Linked DNA regions of Zea mays: region 1 is linked to region 2. Evidence: chromatin contacts called from public Hi-C data. All regions are on one chromosome and are shown on one strand. Each heading gives the region's core, a stretch centred on a gene start, on an enhancer-like site or on the middle of the called end of the contact. The rest is flanking DNA. Distances are from core to core; before and after follow the strand shown. Region 1 has its middle 23 kb from the start of LOC103651766. Region 2 holds the start of LOC100281257.

Evidence for each region. Hi-C and Micro-C count contacts between places; a contact is called where the count stands out from the background.
Region 1: a Hi-C map of ear shows a contact between it and region 2, with 2.7 times the contacts expected there. The contact joins the enhancer-like site here to the promoter of LOC100281257 in region 2. A contact is called at or near these places in 2 of 25 Hi-C or Micro-C datasets (ear and tassel).

Annotation. Positions count from the first base shown.
Region 1 is chr3:14,007,753-14,011,382 of Zm-B73-REFERENCE-NAM-5.0, reverse strand. No RefSeq gene overlaps it. Among protein-coding and RNA genes, the nearest start is that of LOC103651766, 23 kb to the left of the region's middle. Within about 2 kb of position 1,917, at least 19 of the 20 cell types and tissues checked have an H3K27ac peak or open chromatin away from gene starts, as enhancers often do. A contact at or near this core is called in ear and tassel, where this site is marked.
Region 2 is chr3:13,848,867-13,852,527 of Zm-B73-REFERENCE-NAM-5.0, reverse strand. LOC100281257 reads left to right here and starts at 1,726. Exons shown (of 9, transcript NM_001367883.1): 1 at 1,726-2,166; 2 at 2,288-2,343; 3 at 2,983-3,097; 4 at 3,210-3,335; 5 at 3,450-3,637. The coding sequence starts at 2,035.

The DNA.
Region 1 (3,630 bases), core at 668-3,167, 160 kb before region 2:
CAGGATCTGCAACTATATCATTCATATCTAGCTTAATACGTGGCCTCTTTTGTTCTACACGGCTCTCATTTGTCCTAATTGTTTTAGAAATAGAAGCATCTTTCTTCTGGTTCTTGATGAGAAATTTATCCATCTTATTCCTATAATTAAACATGAGATTACTATCAAATAAATAATCAAATTCAAATTAAAACTTCAAATTAAAACAGAAAACTTCAAATTAAAACAGAAACAGAAGGGCTCACCGGCTGCTCGTTGCTCTGCTCTGCTCTACTCGCCTGCTCGCTGCTCTGCTCTGCTCTGCTCGCCTGCTCACCGCTCTGCTTTGCTCTGCCTGCTTGCCTGCTCGCCTGCTCGCCTGCTCGCCAGCGGTCGGGCCTGGCGGCCTGGGCGGTGCCGCGGTGGCCAGAACCCAGAAGACTCGCGCAGACGCGCAGTCGCGCGGTCGCGCCTGGCGGCCTGGGCGCCGGTGGAAGACGCGCCTGGCGCTGGCAGCCTGAGCGGTGGCGGCGGCGCAGTCGCGCGCGCAGACGCGCACCGCGCGGCGTGCGGCGGTCGGCAAGTCGGCAACTGCGGGTCTGCGGCTCTGGCGTCTGGATGTGCTCGGCGTCAGTGCGGCGGCTGGACACTGGACTAGGGTAGCGCCGTAGCCCGTAGCGACTAGCGAAGCTGGGCTGCGGCTGAATACCTGCTCCTCGCGTTATTGGGCCGCGACCGGGGATGCAGCCCAGGCAGCCCCGATCGTAAATCCGCCCCTGGTAACACCCAGAGAGGCACTGGAGTTCTATGGACTGGTATCGAATAGCAGCGTGATCCATTGCGGACAGGTTCAACCAAACACAAACAACATCAGATATCTCCGTAAATAAATTATAGACTAAATCGTGTGAACCAAACATAGGGATGGCAATGGGTCAGGTTCGGATCAGGTGGAGCAAAAACACACCCGTGATTGCACCAATAAAAACTATCAAAACCCGCTCACGATTACACCCGCGGGTGCAATTCCAAACCCGCACTCGCACCCGTCGGGTTTCGGGTTATCTGCAGGGTTTACTAAGTGTATGAGTTTAAACAATAATTTAGCAAATAAGCAATTAAGTAGCCGTAATAGTTGAGTTATATGTACAAATTTAAGCCTTTTCACATTGAGTAGCAACAAAACATTTCATGAATCATTAGCTAAGTTAGTTATTCAAAATAGTTACTATTGTATCTTAATTAGTTTTGCGCAAAATAAAGAATACACCAAATTTCGGGTCGAGTGTGGGTTACCCGTGGGTTGAAATAGAAAGTCGCACCCACACTCACACTCATGAAACTTCGGGTCAGGTGCAAAGTGAACCAGCGGGTCCAAATATTCACTCGTACGTGTACCTATCGGGTTTCGGATATGTGGTTAAAACTGCCATCCCTAACCAAACAGCACCATGTGAGCTAACAAAAAGTTTTTGGGGCCACGTCCCGCGCTGCAGCCCGGGGCCTAGGTGTGGGCGGCTTGCTGGTGATGGTGACGAGGCCGAGGCGGCTCAGCGAGGCGCCTGTGACGGTGGCGCGGGCGGCGACCGCCCAGCGCGGTGAGGAAGGTGCACCAGTTGCAGATGGCGGCGTTGGCGGTGCATGTGCAGCACAGGAGGCACTAGGCATGACAGCCGAGGTCGTTGTCGTCCATGTCGCCGGTCCCCGTCCCTCTCGCTCCTCCCGGGCGGGAGAACAGATGTTAGCCCACCATGTATGTGGCCGTGGCCCAGCCCAGCAGGGAATGGACCGGAAGCCGAGTCGTCGAGGTCGACGCGCGTCATCGCGTCGTGACGGCGGTTCGTGGCGAGGAACTTGGGAACGTGTTGGGTGTACCGGCCCACCCGACGGATGGACAAGACGACAACGCCCGCGCGTGGACGCCGGCGGGCCACGTGTCGTGACGGGGGCGCGGTGGATGGGATCGGGTGAGGGAGGGAGGGACACTTGTTTCTGAATTCTGAGCACCACTGCTTGCACGGAAAGCCCCCCACGTGCGGGTGCGGCCACCACATGCAGCACACGTATGGTAAGGTAAGGACAAGGTACATGTACTGCTACTGGCTACTACTGTAGCAAAGTTCATCCACTTGGCACGTCAGCACGTCACCGTACCACCTGCCCCGCGCGTACGTACCTCGGACTCGGAACACACAGACGGACGCTGTCAGTTTGTGTTATCGTAATCGTGTATGCTTACCGCGCTAGCCAGTAACGATTCGACTGCTGGATCTGGCGGAGGACGTTCGTACGGAGGGTTAACATTTGTAGGCCTAGCGGATCGGATCTGAGACAACACGATCATCCATCCTCGCCAGGAGAAAAAAAGAAAGGCACATCCGGCCCGAGCGAAATAATTAGTTTGTCTGGTAACGCAATCTAGCAGAGCCACGGTGGCGAGCATCGTCGTGTTGACCGGAGAGCAAGCAAGGTATAGGAGGCTAGTAGCAACCTAATGCACAATAATTTCGGTCCCATCCAGCTTGCACTGCCCTAGGCTAGACGTGCGTACAGACTAATTGTATAGACTAAACAGCGGCAGCTCCTTCGATTCGGAGCTAGCTAGCTACTCAATGATCCAACACAATGAGTATAGAGAGCTGTGTAGACTATAGTCGCCTGGCAACAACTCGAATCGGAGGCCAGCACTGCACAGCACACAGCGCTGGTACCTAGCTTAGACACAATACTCACCCAATTATTAAGTATTTTTATTATATAATGATCACCCACCGCTCACGAAAAAGACGTTGCACGGCCGGGTTCGTTCGTTCGTTCTGGAGCAACGTGTACTATACCAAACATCAATCACACAGGCACAGGTACTGTGCACGCATATACAACCCCGCCCGCGAAACGATATTTTACCTATAAAAAATGCCTGAATAATTCAGAGCCCAGTCTCTGGCACGGCACGGCATGGCATCATCCGTCCGGCCGTCCAGTGGCGCGCTCACACCCGTCCTCGTCTCGTCGCATCGCTCGCACGCAGGGCTACGGCCGGGGCTACCCGAATACTCTGCTGAAATGCTGATGCAATCCAACGCGCACGTACTACCAATCAATCAGAGGAAGGACGAAGGATACAGTACAGCCAAGCTCCAGCAGGGCGGCATGGCTCGCTGTGCGCATGAGTGTGTGTGCCTGCCGTGTGCGCGCGAATCATTGGCGCACCCGCTGCCTCCAAAAACAAGCGATAATGAAAACAAAACAAAAAAAAATTGGTTATCGGAACATGGGGCCACTGATTGAGCTATTGCGAGTAGTACTGTACATTGCTTGTTCCATCAGTTGATTAGCCATTCCTCGCAGGGGGGGAAGAGAAGAATACACGCCGCACGAGACGTGATTAATCCACCCCCTGCCTGGGCGGTCAGTTTAGTTGGTATGCGGTTGTTCAGGCTTCAGAGTCTGAGTCTGGATAATGAAATGGGTGCTGAGTTTCCTTCCTTCACATCTATCCTCGTATCTCCTTACCAGAACAACAGTTAGGAGGGTCATTAGTTGAGTCGTAGTTTTTCAAGGAAACAAAATTGTGGGTTTTATACAAGCGGTCGTGACCTCTGCGACTTTTGAACATGCTTAAGGGTGTTTGGTTTGGCTTTTACGAGG
Region 2 (3,661 bases), core at 477-2,976:
CACGGTGTGAAGAAGCACGGAAACAACACGAAGGATGGAGCAGAGCCGAAGTTGTACGCAAGGGAGCTTCGGCATGATGACAGAAAAGAGAAAACCGACTTAAAAAGGAAAAGACTATTTAGACCCGGATAAATTACTATAGAGTTGTTGTCATAGGCAAAGGGCCTGGATGTAATTTTACATGGGCTGCGACCCGTGCCTATAAATAGATGAACAGTACTCCCGTACTGTTCACGCTGACTGGGCATTCACTTTTGTGTCACGCCTGTATTCTCTTTCCTTCAAGCCGAAGATACATTTGTAATTTATCATTGTTTACACAAGTGATACAAATGAAAATAGATTAATAATAATGTTTACAGAAATTATGTTACTTTATGTACTTTGTTTGAATGTTCTCCATCTTTTATCATGATCATGAAGGTATGTCCTTCATGACCTTCGTCCTAAATTCGTTATATCCAAAGGGAAATAATGATTTGAAGGACGAAGAGCTTTGATATTTAATATTTTATGTTGCCTTGTTTTTTATTCATAGCATTTGAGAACAAGTCCCCAACATCTATTAAACCTAACTAATCCATAATTAACACATTTTTATTATAGCAAAAATAGGCTAATCATGAAATGGTTACATTTAACTCATCCATCCTATGAATTTGTTGTGACTTATATAATTAGTTTTATAATTAGCGCACATTTAGTCGTTCTAATTGATATCCAAAATCCGAACTAAACTTGGAGTCTGTTTGTTTGCGATTATAATCTACCTAGATTATATATTCCATCTTATTTTAAATTTAGTGTTAGTTCAAAATAAATTAAATTATATAACCTGGACAATTAAGCTATTAGCACGCATTTGGTCCAAAGAGGTCGTAGCCTTACAATTTCCCTTCGCGTGGCACTTAGAACATCTTCAATAGCGCCTCAAATAGATGTCTTATTTTTAAATATAGGGCCTAACATAAAAAGGTAACTTCAAAAGTGCCATATTTTATAAAGTTTTATAAAAAAACATAGTGCACATACCAAAGCGTTGCAAACGACGACGGCACCAAGGCATCAAGCAAACGAAGTACGAGCCAAACAGTTAGCGAAAAAATGGTTCCCAACGAGAGATAGAGGGTGCCAATTTGTTTTTGTGGGTATGAAAAAAAACGAATTTCAATTACTTAACTGATTAAGAACTTTACTATTAGAGCATAGAATATTTTTAGACCCCGCTTCAATTGATACCTCTTTTTTTTATTTATAGGGCACTATTTTAGATATGTTGTTGGAGACGATCTTATATTTTTCAGAGAGAATTCGAGACGGAACTCCTACAACTACAAGCTGCAGCTGCACAGGTGGAAACGTGTCGCGAAGCTATTTCAGTATTGGCCGCCAATGATTCGCTCTACCGCGCTCAGGTGGCGCACTGTTTTCTGCTACGAAATGCCAAAGAAAGCATTCTGAAACCGTAGCAAGCAGGCAATTCCCGACGCCAGGACACGTTGGCGTGCTTGGCAATCAGCGTCAACGAGCACACGTGAGCACGCCACGCCCCGTACCCGCAACAAATCCGGCGCGCGCCTGGTCGTCCGGCCCCACCACCCCACCGGCCCGGGCGCCCGCGGCACCACCAGCCAACCGCGCGCCTCCACGTCGCGGATCGCGCTACGAGCCCTTGGCTCGACAGACGACAGGTCAGCCGCAACAGCTTTCTCGTTCGATCCCTTCCCCCCCTTCACTTTCTCCTCCTCGTGAAGCGAGCTCTCCACGCCCCTGCGATTCCATTTCCATCCTGCCCGCTCCCAACTTCAAAACGGCCGCGGCGCAGATCCACACGCACGGGCAGGCAGGCAGGCATACGGACAGGACCGCCGCCGCAGCTTTCAAATCCCGGGGCGGATTACCCTGCAGACGGAGCCCACAGCCCAGCACCGCAGCAGTCCACCGGGATCTCGCCTTCGTCGCCCCGTGTCGCGTCGCGCCGGTGGCCGAGCCTGGGGACGCTAGCTAGAGCCTACTACTGTAGACCGTAGAGCCATGGGGAACAGCATCTACCGGTTCCTATGCGGCCTGTGCGCGCCCTCGTCGTCGGAGCACGGGCTCCACGGCGCGCACCCCGCCGTCGCCGCGCTCGGCCGCGACGTCCTCAGCTTCCAGAGCACCTCGCAGGTGAGCCGCGCGAGCTCAATTCCCCGATTGCGCGTTTGGCGCTGCCGCGGTGCGGTGTCGGTTTTGCTCATCTGGTGCCTGGTGGTGCTCTGCTCTGCTGTGCTGTGCTGTGTTTTTTTAGGTTCCGGACGAGCTGAGCCGGCACGTCGTCTCCTCCAAGAAAGCGCAGGCGAATTGGTACGCAATTTCTCTCCGCTTGATTTCCCTTGCACCGGTCCGACCGAACTGTCGTGGTTGCGAGGGCTTTTGATGAGTGGAGCTCAGAAGAGGACTTTATCTTAAAAATTAATGGAAAAACATAGCGGTGGTAATTAACTTTAGCTTCTGAATTTTGTGGCCATAGTAGAACGAGACAGTGAGATAAATTCAGTGCAGCGTGTGGTAACATATTTGTCTACACCCTAGTAAAATAAAAAGGAAACAAAGCTTTATATTTATGGCGATAACGAAGGACAGATGGCAGTAGACTCTAGACTCCGTCACTGCCATCACAGTCACAGTGAGCAGCTACTAGTAGTCTAGCACTACAAGATTAGGGCACTACTCTACGTCTTCCTTTCTTTACAACCGAAGAACTTTTGATAACAAAAAAAACCTAATGAGTTCCCGTACTTGATATAATGTCGCCAGCTGATTTATTTGTCGTTGAAGTAAATTGCGTCATTTAACTGCTAAATTAGTCGGGAAAACCACCGCGGTAGCTGGTACTAGTTGGCTGCGGAATTATGGTTTTCATCATGACGACAACCGACGAGGGGTGAGCACCCGCATCTCGTCGGGTTTGTAAAACTAAAAAACTCTCTGCGCTCATGTAAGGTACAAGAAGCTGCTGGTGGCATGGAAGAAAGCCCGGCCGCCTCCGAAGACGCCCGAGGAAGCCGCGGCCTTCGTTGTGCAGACGCTCAAGAACCATCAGAAAGCAGATGTGGAGGTACCTCCAGCTTCCTCCCAACCGCACGCGTTCCTTCCTTCCTCCAACCAAACAATATATATATGGTGCTCAACATCTATAAAAATATCGGGTCTTGCTTGTGTTGGCGCAGGGCCTGTTGTCTTTCTACGGCCTGCCGCATCCGAACGCGGCGGCAGCAGCAGCAGGCGCGCCCGCCGCTCGCCCGCCGCCCAAGAAGGCCCAGCAGGGCGCCAAGTTCGAGCTGCACACGCTCCCCGTAAGACATCCGGCCGGCCGGCCGGCCAGCTCCCGTTTTCCTGAATGTTTTTCCGTCGTCTCGTCGCGTGCGTCCACGGGGTTAATGAAACGAGTGTCCTCGCCGGTTTGCCAGATTGACCCCAAGTCTGTGGCCGACGGCGACACGGTGAACGTGTACGTCGACGCGGCGGACCCGCGGGAGGCCGGCAGCGTGCCCCGCGAGGTGCAGAAGGCTGCGGCGGAGCGGGCCAGGGCGCGGGCTGCCAAGGACTACCAGAAGGCCGACGCGCTGCAGAAGGTCATAGTCGACGCAGGGTACAGGTGATCATCCACGTTGCTGACTTA